Linked DNA regions of Mus musculus: all the other regions are linked to region 2. The links are chromatin contacts, called in public Hi-C and promoter capture Hi-C maps. All regions are on one chromosome and are shown on one strand. Each heading gives the region's core, a stretch centred on a gene start, on an enhancer-like site or on the middle of the called end of the contact. The rest is flanking DNA. Distances are from core to core; before and after follow the strand shown.

The links. Promoter capture Hi-C pulls out the DNA fragments that hold promoters and counts their contacts. Hi-C and Micro-C count contacts between places; a contact is called where the count stands out from the background.
Region 1: a Hi-C map of B cells shows a contact between it and region 2, with 6 read pairs. The contact joins the promoter of Txndc17 here to the promoter of Cluh in region 2. A contact is called at or near these places in 1 of 39 promoter capture datasets (hippocampal neurons), 1 of 484 Hi-C or Micro-C datasets (B cells), 2 of 115 datasets of contacts at active chromatin or transcription factors (large pre-B cells and stem cell-derived neural progenitor cells) and 2 of 9 other capture datasets (adipose tissue and liver).
Region 3: a promoter capture Hi-C map of liver shows a contact between it and region 2, with 6 times the contacts expected there. The contact joins the promoter of Spns3 here to the promoter of Cluh in region 2. A contact is called at or near these places in 2 of 39 promoter capture datasets (both in liver).

The regions. Positions count from the first base shown.
Region 1 is chr11:72,205,929-72,209,147 of GRCm38.p6, reverse strand. It overlaps Txndc17 (thioredoxin domain containing 17), which reads right to left and starts at 1,594. Exons shown (of 4, transcript NM_026559.3): 1 at 1,380-1,594; 2 at 814-895; 3 at 343-418. The coding sequence starts at 1,524. It overlaps 4933427D14Rik (RIKEN cDNA 4933427D14 gene), which reads left to right and starts at 1,666. Exons shown (of 19, transcript NM_001361564.1): 1 at 1,666-1,952.
Region 2 is chr11:74,647,819-74,651,476 of GRCm38.p6, reverse strand. Cluh (clustered mitochondria (cluA/CLU1) homolog) reads right to left here and starts at 1,973. Exons shown (of 26, transcript NM_001081158.3): 1 at 1,783-1,973. The coding sequence starts at 1,882.
Region 3 is chr11:72,548,259-72,551,601 of GRCm38.p6, reverse strand. Spns3 (spinster homolog 3) reads left to right here and starts at 1,356. Exons shown (of 12, transcript NM_029932.3): 1 at 1,356-1,604. The coding sequence starts at 1,394.

The sequences.
Region 1 (3,219 bases), core at 345-2,844, 2.4 Mb after region 2:
TTAGGATTCTAGGGGCAGGGCTGAAATAGAGGGAGAGCCCTTTTAAGCCTGAAAAGTGGGTTTAGAAAACATTGACAAAGGTGCTTTCAGAAATGAGTCAACTTTCTTCTGAAGACAGAATCTTAAAAGTGGCTTAAAAATACACCCCAGACACTAATATCTGCATTATTAATAGTTTGTCAGGATTGGCAGAGGAATGGACACCAACTTGTGTGTTTCTGATGCACTCTGAACAACAATGTGATGTTGGAAATCAAAGGTCAAGATCTTTTCAAACTTGACTCAAAAAACAACTTGAGTTTTAACTACATTATAGCTACAAACATAAAGGTAGACACTTACTGTTCCATATTTAAGTAGTGTAGGCACTGCGGTTATTTTCAGTTTTTGTCTGAAGTCATTATTTGGGTCTTTCCAGCTGTTCCAAAATGAAACAGATAATGAAAAATACTACTTGGTTCATTACAGTTTACTCAACAGTTGACTTATATATAATATACTTGTAACCACTGCTTTTGTTAACCTTTAAACATTTTGAGAACTGTAACTTATGTGTCACTTTCTGCAAAGTTTAAAGTGTGGCTAAGATAAAACAAATGTAAAGTCAATAGAGTTCTGAACTTATTCCAGACCCAATTCATTAATGATGATATGTGGTTGAACATAAACTGTAAATATGAATTCAGTAATTCTAATTGTTTAGCTTATCAGACAATACCTAAAACACAGAGCCTGACCAATTATCTGAGGTCCTTTTTACCCAGCTTTTTAATAATATAGTCCATGTCTGGAGATACGGTATACATGACTTACTAAGGTTTGTCTCCTACTTGGCAGTAGATGAACACACAGTCTTCGGTAACATGCTTCAGCCCCTCTCGAATGACTGGCTCAGCTTTTTAAAAGAGTTAAAAAGTAATTACACATCAACTGCGATAGCCCACGCCCTCCCGTCCCCAGTCTTAGACTTTAACCGGTTGTAAGATAGGATGTTAAAGTCGCGTGTCCTCTGGACTCGTGAATCACTTAAGTCCTAGTCCTGATTGTCTTTAAGACACAATCAGAAAACTCAGCATACATATATGATGACGGAAAGATCAACTCCTGAGTCTGGTCTTTTTTTTTTTTATGAGACACTAATCGTTTGGGGAACTGAGAATTTTAAAGAACCTGGTTCCAAGATCCGAATCCATGATAAAAATGAGGGTCATCCTTGGGTGGGGCAGTAAGGGCCTAACGAGAGACGGGGTACAGCTCAGGCGCTTCTGCGGGTCTGCAGGACCAAGATCCTCATCTCATCCCACTTTCTGACTTCAGCAGGGGCCTTCTTCCTAGCACTGCTGTGGCGCAGCAACCCCCAGTCCTGGTCCCAGCCTCACCTTCCACGCAGTCCGGACACCAGCTCTTCCCTTCGGTATCCTTAGAACCGCTGAAGTAGGCGAAAATGGTCTTGCCCTCATGCTCCTTCACTGCCTTGTCGAACTCCTCGAAGCCCAGCACGCTCACCTCCTCGAAGGTGGCCATGGGTACAACAGTGCGGAGAGGAGCACGGGAGGAGCCCTAGGGTCCTGCGCCCCCAAGGCGGGGCCCAAGTAAGGCGTGGACAAGGTTCCGGGTGGGCGGGGCCGCCGCAGCAGAGTGGTGCTACGGGAGCCTTGAATAGCCATAACTCCTTAGGGCCGTCCTTTTGGTCTGCTGGAGTTTCTTTTTGGCGCCAGTTTCCCTCAGACAACTAGACGCCTGACCTGGTCTGGTCCCCACCCTGGCTTCATGGACAGTGACGGCAAAGCCCGTCGCGGTACAACACCTTGATCCTCAAATGGCTCAGGAAGATCAACGGCTCCCAAACAGCCGCGCGCCTGTTGCCATGACGACTGGGCGAGAGGCCGGAAGCGAGGCCTAGCGTGGGGTCGCCTTACGATCTCTTGGTGGCCGCGCCGCGCCCAAACCAGGTGGGCTTGGGCCGGAGCTGGGGGAATTCTGGGAAACTGCATTAGACAGAGAGACAGTGAGAGACCTCGCCCCAGGCTTGCCTTGCAGCTCCGCCCCTCCTATTACCTTTCTATTTGTCAGACTTTAGGGGGGCCGGGGCCGGGGGCGGCGTCCGGGATCGGGCGGGGGTTTGGAGAGAGCTGGGAGGCAGAAAGGCAGCGAGGACTGGATCCGAGTGTTGTGAGTGCGTGTGCGGGGGAACAGATGCAAAGAGAGCGTGTCTGAGGTTGCATTGGGGAAAGGAATTGTCCAGGAGCTGCGACGCCGGCACGGGGGCCCTTGCCCGGGCTACGCAGGTGTACACTGGCAGCGAAGATGCCGGCTCATTGCATGAGGGCCCGCAGGTTGCGTCGGGGTGTTCGGCCTCTGTGGGCGAGGAGGTGGGGTGCAGGGTTATCCCGAGGCTATGGAGTAAGGCGCCGGGTGAGATCTTCAGTGCGGCGGATGCTCTGTGCAAACATAGGGTGGCTACAGAATGGTCAGCAGCCTTTAGAGAAGAGGACTGCGGAGCCCGCAGTCCCCGCTAGGGTGAACAGGGCCTTTGGGATACCTGGGACTGCAGGCTCGGTTGAGGCAGCAATGGACCCCAGGACAGTGTGGGTGAACGGGACTGTGGGCGAGCCCGAGGTGGTTGGGCCTGCTGGGTCTGTGTGGGTGACTGTATCTGGGGAGGAGGAGCTAGACAATAGGAGCTCTCCAAGCTGTGAGAGAAAAGGTCGTCCAGGAACACTTGGCCATGAGAGCATCCTGGAACTGTGGTTGAAGGTGCAGGCTATGAGGGTAGCGTCGGGATGCTGGGAAGGAAGCAGAGTGGAGCTCCATCCCGTTCCCGTGGGAGAGGGGCCGATCGAGAAGGGTATTCCTGGGCGAGCTTCCTGGGTAGAGACCAGCCGAGGTGGTGTCACCGGACCCTGGGTGAGAGGCAATACTAGGACATTCCCCCAGGCCTCAGGACTGCCCACAGCTAGGGGAATAGGGGCCGGTTGTGAGAGAGTCTCTATCCTTTGTAGGCAGGGACAAGCTGGGAAGACACCACCTCCTGTGGGTGGACCTGAGGTAGTAGAGAAGATAGACTGTGTTTCCTCTGGACCTTGGGAAAAAAGACAAACTGTGGTGGTGCCTGAGGCCATAGGATGGTCTCAGGTCTTGAAAAGGCCCAGAGCTGGAGAAGTGAGGGAATGTGAGGGTACCTCATGTCTCTGTGGGGGAGGGCAGTCAGGGCAGTTT
Region 2 (3,658 bases), core at 724-3,223:
AGAAAGAGGGGCTGTGGGTCAGGGGCTACACTTTGATACCCATGCAGAAACCTTACCATGGGATAGCAGATGGGTGGGGGAGGGCAGGGGGAGCAGGACAAACACGACACAGGCTCCATTTATGTCTTTCTTCTTTTGAACAGATCCAAGATGGCCGGATAGTCTGTTATCTATACCAGTTTTCTGGGACACAGAAGCCAAGATCCTACCAAGTAGAAAGTCCTGTGTGTCCCCAAGATGAAGAACTATGCTCTGACCCCAACCCAGCACCCCCTGACACACACACACACCCAAGAGTCCCTTAGCATATAGTTAAGGGAGCTTCATTCATCAAAAATCCTCCACTACCATTCCAGTTCCTAAATCCCCTGAATCACATACATAATAACCCAGCATGCCCACCTCAGCTTCCTCTAGGCTGGGCTGGGGTAGACTTGGCATGCTAGCCGTAAACTGGAAATCCAAATGCTTCCCTGGACAATGAAATCACTATGACCTTGGACAAGCTGCTTCATATCTCTTCAGATCTCTTTGATGGAGGGGAAACAGGCAGCTCTAACCTTCTCTTACCCAGCCTGCCCATGGATTCAGAGCCACGACATTTTTCAGCACTTCTTGTGCTTGGGTACAACTCAGGCCTTGTCTTGGGCAAGGTAAGTCCACTGTGATGGATAACAGTCTAGCAAGTGCTAGGCCCATTAGGGCCATCCTTACTCCCGTGTTAGCCTTAGTCTGCTCACCGGAGCTGGGAAGAATAAGGAGATGAGCTGAGGAAAAGAGAGATAAAGAGGGTCTGCACTCACTGGCATCCTGGGTAGAAAGGACCAGGCTGGCTCTGAGGAAAAGTGAGGAGGCCCTAGGAAGGGGTTTCCAGTTTCAAGGCTGGAGCCTGAGACTTGGTAAAAAACTAACAGAAAGGGCACAGGCTAAGTACAAGAGAAGTAGGCCCCACCCCTAGACAAGCCTCTGCCACTCCCAAAGCCACCACCACACAGCCCCCACGGGGGAGAGCTGGGCGCTCCACTCCACACTAATGACCTTTGCCTTAAAAAAACAGCAGCTCTAGTCTGACCCACTTTTCGCAATAAGGCAGGTTAATGATCAAGTTCAGGCACAAACACCTCCCCCTGACAAACAGCTAGGCTTTGCCCACACACAGGCAGGACCCCAAACCCCTGATCAAGTGGAGGCCAGTAACTAAAAGAATTGAGACCACAGCCTGATGACTTGGGGTTAAGCCCTTGTCTCTAAGAATGTACCAGAGACAACCCACCCCAATAACACACACACACACACACCCCAACTTGCGCTCTTCCCATAGTCCAAGTTTGGGCAGCTCCAAACTGAGCCTCACTCACAGTGCTGCAGCTCTGCCGCACAGGAACGTCTAGGACAAGAGAACCAGAAGGTGGCAGGGCCGCAAGTGTCACTGCCCCCAGCCCCAAGAGCTCCCCAAGCAGGGGCGCGGAGGGGGTGGGGCCGCCGATTCCATCGGTCTGCGGCGGCGGCGCACCCTGAAACCAAACCGCGTGTGCGCGCACGTGTCCCCGCGATCTTGCGCGAGTGTGTCCGCCGTGGATGCCCTTCCACGGTCCCCACGTGCGAAGTCCAGGCCGTAGCCGGGGGTGCCACTGAAGGTGACCTTCAGGGCGGGGGCGGCCCAGTGCACCGCCCACACTGACGCGGAGGGAAGACGGTTGTTCCCACCGAGTCCCGAGCCCTCCGGCCGGACTCGGCCCGGGCTCTAGCCCAGCTGTCCCTGCCCCCGGCCCACTCACTCACCAGCCGCGTTCGGCCGCCCCTTGCCGCCGGCCTGCGAGCCGTGCTCCCGGGCGCTGTCGGCCGGGGCGGCCGCCGGCAACTCGTCCGTCTTGATGACCATGGCGGGAGCAGGCGTCCGGCTCGCCTGTCCGCGCCGCACGCCGCGCCACTAACCCAAGTGCCCTGCGCGCCACGGCCGCTGCGGGAAGGACGGAGTCACCGGCCCACGTGGTGCGCGCTTTAGCCTTTGACCCCGCCGCCGCTCCCCTACCCCGCCCTCGCGCCCGGCCTGCCCACGGCAGACGACGAGGGACAAAACACCGAGCACTCCGTAGTCAGTTCACAGATTCAGTGACTCTTTCAAAGCCTTAAAGGCAACGCGTCCGGGCTCAAAGGGGAGAGGCCTCGGCCCCCTGGTGAGGCGGGGCTTCCGGGAGACGTTTCCTAGGTTCGCCGCCCGTTGGGCGGGCGCCGTGACCTTGGGTGGAGACTTGTCTAGGACTGCCTTCGCTCCCTATTCCCCCTCCCCCAATGACCCTCTGCTTCTTATTGAGCATCTGCCAAAAGACCGCGTCGTTCTAAAGCAGCTTTGTTATCACGACCCTCTGTATCCTCCTCACCGAGTGGGCTCTTTCCTACTGAAGGGAAGGGTCTAGAGTGTATTTGGATTATTGAGGAAGATCGCTTCTAGGCCTTTTGGCTAAGATCAAGTGTGGATTATTGAGGAAGGTGTGCAGGTTGCAAATATGCATAAAGTGTCAGAAACAGACTATGAAAACTTGGACTCAGCACCATGGGCTCCTCCCCTATCTGTGTAAAACACACACACACTCACTCACTTCCAGGCCACTATCTTGGTTTACAGTGAAGGACAATGAGGGCCAAAGTCACAGAACAAGTTCAGATTTAGACCAATAAATAGATCCTTACTATAGTTGTTATCTATTTTTCAGTTCTTTTGGTTGGGTGGGGAATAAGGAGTGAGGTCCATGATTGCTGGGGGAGGGGGGGTACTTTTCTTGTGTGTGCCCTACTGAGTATTAAATTCAGGACCTCTGGCATGGTAAAGGTGTCTACTGCTGAGAGACAACCCTAGTCTCAGGTGATATTGAAACCAGGTCTATCCAGACAGTTATGTTCAGGCAGAGAGGGGACAGGGTAAGCCTTCCATGCACAGGTGGAAAAGCCCTTTGTGAAACACTAAACACAGTCTTTACACTTGCTAGGATTTAATGGACCCTGGCAATCTGAGGCTGAGATGGGAGCGGTCTACATACACCCTTGTATACATTGCAAAGGAAAGTTAAATCTGCTTTCCTTTTAGAGATCTAGTGTGACCACAAGGGCCTGCAATCCCAGTTCTTGATAGGTAAAGGCTGGAGGACCTGAATTTGGAGACCAGCTTGGGCTACATAGTAACACACTGTCAGAATAGAATACATAGGAAGTTCAGTTTGCCCCTAGAGCACATGTGATGATGAGAACTGAAGCCAAAAGAAGAAGGAACCCTCCATTGAAGGGAGAGGGAGGAGAGAAATGTATGTGTCAGAAAGATCCTCTTGACTGTTATGTGAGGGCAAAGGAGAACTGAGCAGGACTAAGGAGAAGTGATTTCAGGCTATTGCACAAGGAAGTTGGAAGAATGACCAAGACCTTATTGCTGGGTGCACATAGAAATCAGGCAGCAGGAACCTGGCTCAGTGTTTCCATCCGTCATCCCAGCACTCAGAAGGCAAGGAGAGAATATAAAGGGTTTAAGGTTAGCCTGGGCTTCCTGGCTAGACCCAGTCTCAAGAAAACACACAACAAACAAACAGACAAACAAACAAACAAACAAAAGGCAGGCAAGCAAGGTGTGTGTGGACCTGACATCGAAGTGGACTGGAAGTCAGTCCCT
Region 3 (3,343 bases), core at 107-2,606, 2.1 Mb after region 2:
CATAGACTGGACTGACTTGGACCTCTCTGTCTGTGGATCATGATCAGGCTGGCCACAGACAGTTGCCTGCCTATGTTTCCAAGTGCTGGAATTAAATGGAATTAAGGGCATGGACCATTATGCCTGGCTGTTAAATACTTTTAAAATATATTGTGTGCGTGTGCATGATGTGTGTGGAGACACATGTACCATGACACATGTATAGAGATCAGAGGACAACTTTGTGGAGTTAGTTTCCATCTTTACCTGGGATTGGGATTGAACTTGGGCTGTCAGCCTTACACAGCAAGTGCCTTTACCTGCTGAGCCATCTCATTGGCCTGTATGGTTACTCTTTTTTAATGTTGTTTTGTTTTGAGATAGGGTCTCATGTAGCCCAGGCTGGCTTTAAACTCACCATGTAGCTAGGGATGGTGAACTTGAACTCCTGATAGTCTTAGCTCCACCTCCCAAGTGCTGGAATTACAGGTGTGGGCCATCACTGATGGCTTTGTGTATTTGTACTTTTTCTACCCTTGCAACTGGCAATCAATTTCTACAGCTCCCCTGAGAACATCTCCCTAGACTTATTCCTTGTTGATAAAATTTATTTATTCTGTGTCTGTATGGATGTGAGTGAAAGTGTGTGTGTGTGTGTGAGAGAGAGAGAGAGACAGAGACAGACAGACAGACAGACAGACAGACAGACAGAGACAGAGCAGAGAGTACTCCTGTACCTGCACGTGCACTTGTGTGCCTTGGTGTATGTTATGTTTGGAGGTCAGAAGACAACTTTGTGCAGTTCTCCCCTTCCACCATATGGGCTCTGGGGATCAAACATATGTCAAGCAGGCCTGGTGGCAGGTACTTTCACAGGCTGAGCCATCTTGCCAGCCCCCATGGGTTAGTTTTACATAAGCTTGTCTCTATGTCTTCAGATATCTCTGTTATCTTGTTCCTCTGTGCAATTTCCTTACCATCCTGGTCAACACCTACCCTCCTGTATCTAACCTGGTTCATGGCTGTGCTAACGGCCCATCTTCTGCACAGGCAGGGCAGTTTGCAGTGAGCAAGGCTTGGGGACACTCCTCTCATTTCCTGTCCTAGGAGCGTCTCTTCCTCACTGCCCCTGCTGCAGCCATAGGCTAGATTGAGGGACCACAGAGTTATCCAATCACCAGTGCATGGCGTCTTACCCCAGCAGGGCTAAGAGGCCTAGAGTGATGAAATCCCACCAGTGTGGCTGCGCTGTGCTCAGCAGGAACCTGCGATGATAAGGTGTCTGGCAGTTAAAGGGGCAGCCTGTTGAGGTTGAGAGGCTGGGAGCCCACAGGAAGTGACTTGGTGGCAAGCTGATGTAGCTTTGTTCGGCACCCGTTCTGACAGAGAAGTTGCAGTTAGCACTGCTGAGGGGATGTCCACAGAGTGTCTCAAACCTCAGACAGGAGGGCCACAGAGCCAGAGCCTGAGCCAAGGTGGGCAGTATGGGGCCTTGGCTTCAGGTACGTGTCTGCCTCCCTCCACACCCGTCCCCTGGAGCCTGCCCCGCTGGAGAGCTTACTTGGCTGCAGCTGTTCTCTGTTACATCAACCTTCTGAATTACATGAACTGGTTCATCATCCCAGGTGAGCATGGGAGGGGTAGCGTGGGGCAGTATCTTCAGATACCCCCCTTCTAAAAGCCCACAACTGTGTATCCTTGGTGGCCTTCTTCTTCCAAGCCCTCGTACCTCTCTAGGAGCACAGCTCTGGTGGTTTCACCCCAGCAAGTGGTCTGCAGCCTCTCCTGAATGGTTCCAAGCCAGAACAGGGCACAATGTGTGTGGGGACAGGGGTGTTAGTGGGTAGATGGGACTGTGCTCTGCAGCAAAGGCGTTGCTTGCGTTCAGGATGGAGCTGCAGGCAAGGTTACGGAGGGCAGAGCAGCTTGGCCAAGCTCCCAAGTGAGAATGGCTCTGCCTGCACTGTTTCTGGGGCAGCCGGCTGCTGGCCTACCTTGCACAGTTTGCCTTTCTTCTTATTGGAAACAGGGTACAACCTGCTTCTGTGTTCTGTCTCTCACTTACGCACTCCTTTGTGTCTGGGCTCCACTTGTCTTTTCTCATCTAGTCACCCATTCATTCCTTCATCAGTTTATATTCAGCCCTTTCTTTAAAAAGACAGAGTGTGTATGCATGTGCGTGCACACATGTGTGTGTATGTGTGTGTGCCTGTGTGTGCATGCTCCTTCACTTTTATTTGAGCTTCAGATATTGAACTAAGGTTTCCAAGCTTGTTCAGCAAGCGCCTTCACAGGCTAAGCCATCTTGTCAGCCTTCATTTCTTTTTTGAGGCAGGGCCTCATGGAGCTCAGGCTAGATTCAAACTCGCTATGTAACTGAGAATAATCATGAACTGCTGATATGCTTGCCTTCACCTTCTTAGGGCCGGGATTACAGGCTTGCCACCACAATGCTTTATGAAGTTCTAGGGATTGAACCCAGGGTCTTTGTGCATGCTGGATAAGCACTCTAATAACTGATGTAGAGGGCTGCTCTGCCCTCCGTAACCTTGCCTGCAGCTCCATCCTGAACCCAACGCCTTTGCTGCAGAGCACAGTCCCATCCACCCACTCACACCGCTGCCCCCACACACATTGTGCCCTGTTCTGGCTTGGGACCATTCAGGAGAGGCTGCAGATCACTTACTGGGGTGAAACCACCCAGCCTCTTTTCTTTGTTTGTTTGTTTTTGAGACAAGGTCTTAAGTAAGATCAGGTTGCTTTTGAATTCACTATGCAGTTGAAAATGATCTTGAACTCCCAATCCTCTTGCCCTCTGTCTCCTAAGTGCTGAGGTTACAGGTGCGACAGCATGCCTAGCTGTTCTTTCATCATCCACTTGTTCCAGCTTGAGCACTGAGAACAGGAGCACTGAGAGCAAAAGTACTGAGAGCAGGAACACTGTGGTGGGAACACTGAGAGTGGGAGTACTGAGAGTAGGAGTACTGAGAGCAAGAGTACTGAGAGCAGGAACACTGTGAGTGGGAGCACTGAGAGTGGGAGTACTGAGAGCAGGAGCACTGAGAGCAGGAATACTGAGAGCAGGAGCACTGAGAGCAAAAGTACTGAGAGCAGACACTGAGAGCAAAAGTACTGAGAGCAGGAGTACTGTGAGTGGGAGCACTCTGAGCAGGAGCACTGAGATCAGGAGTACTTTGAGCAGGAGCACTGAGAGCAGGAGTACTGAGAGTAGGAGTACTGAGAGCAGGAATACTGAGAGCGGGAGCACTGTGAGTGGGAGCACTGAGAGAATGTGCCTCTGGTAGGACCTAGGAGAAACTCAGATGTGTGGTTCCTACTGCAGGGGCAACTGACTTACAGGGCT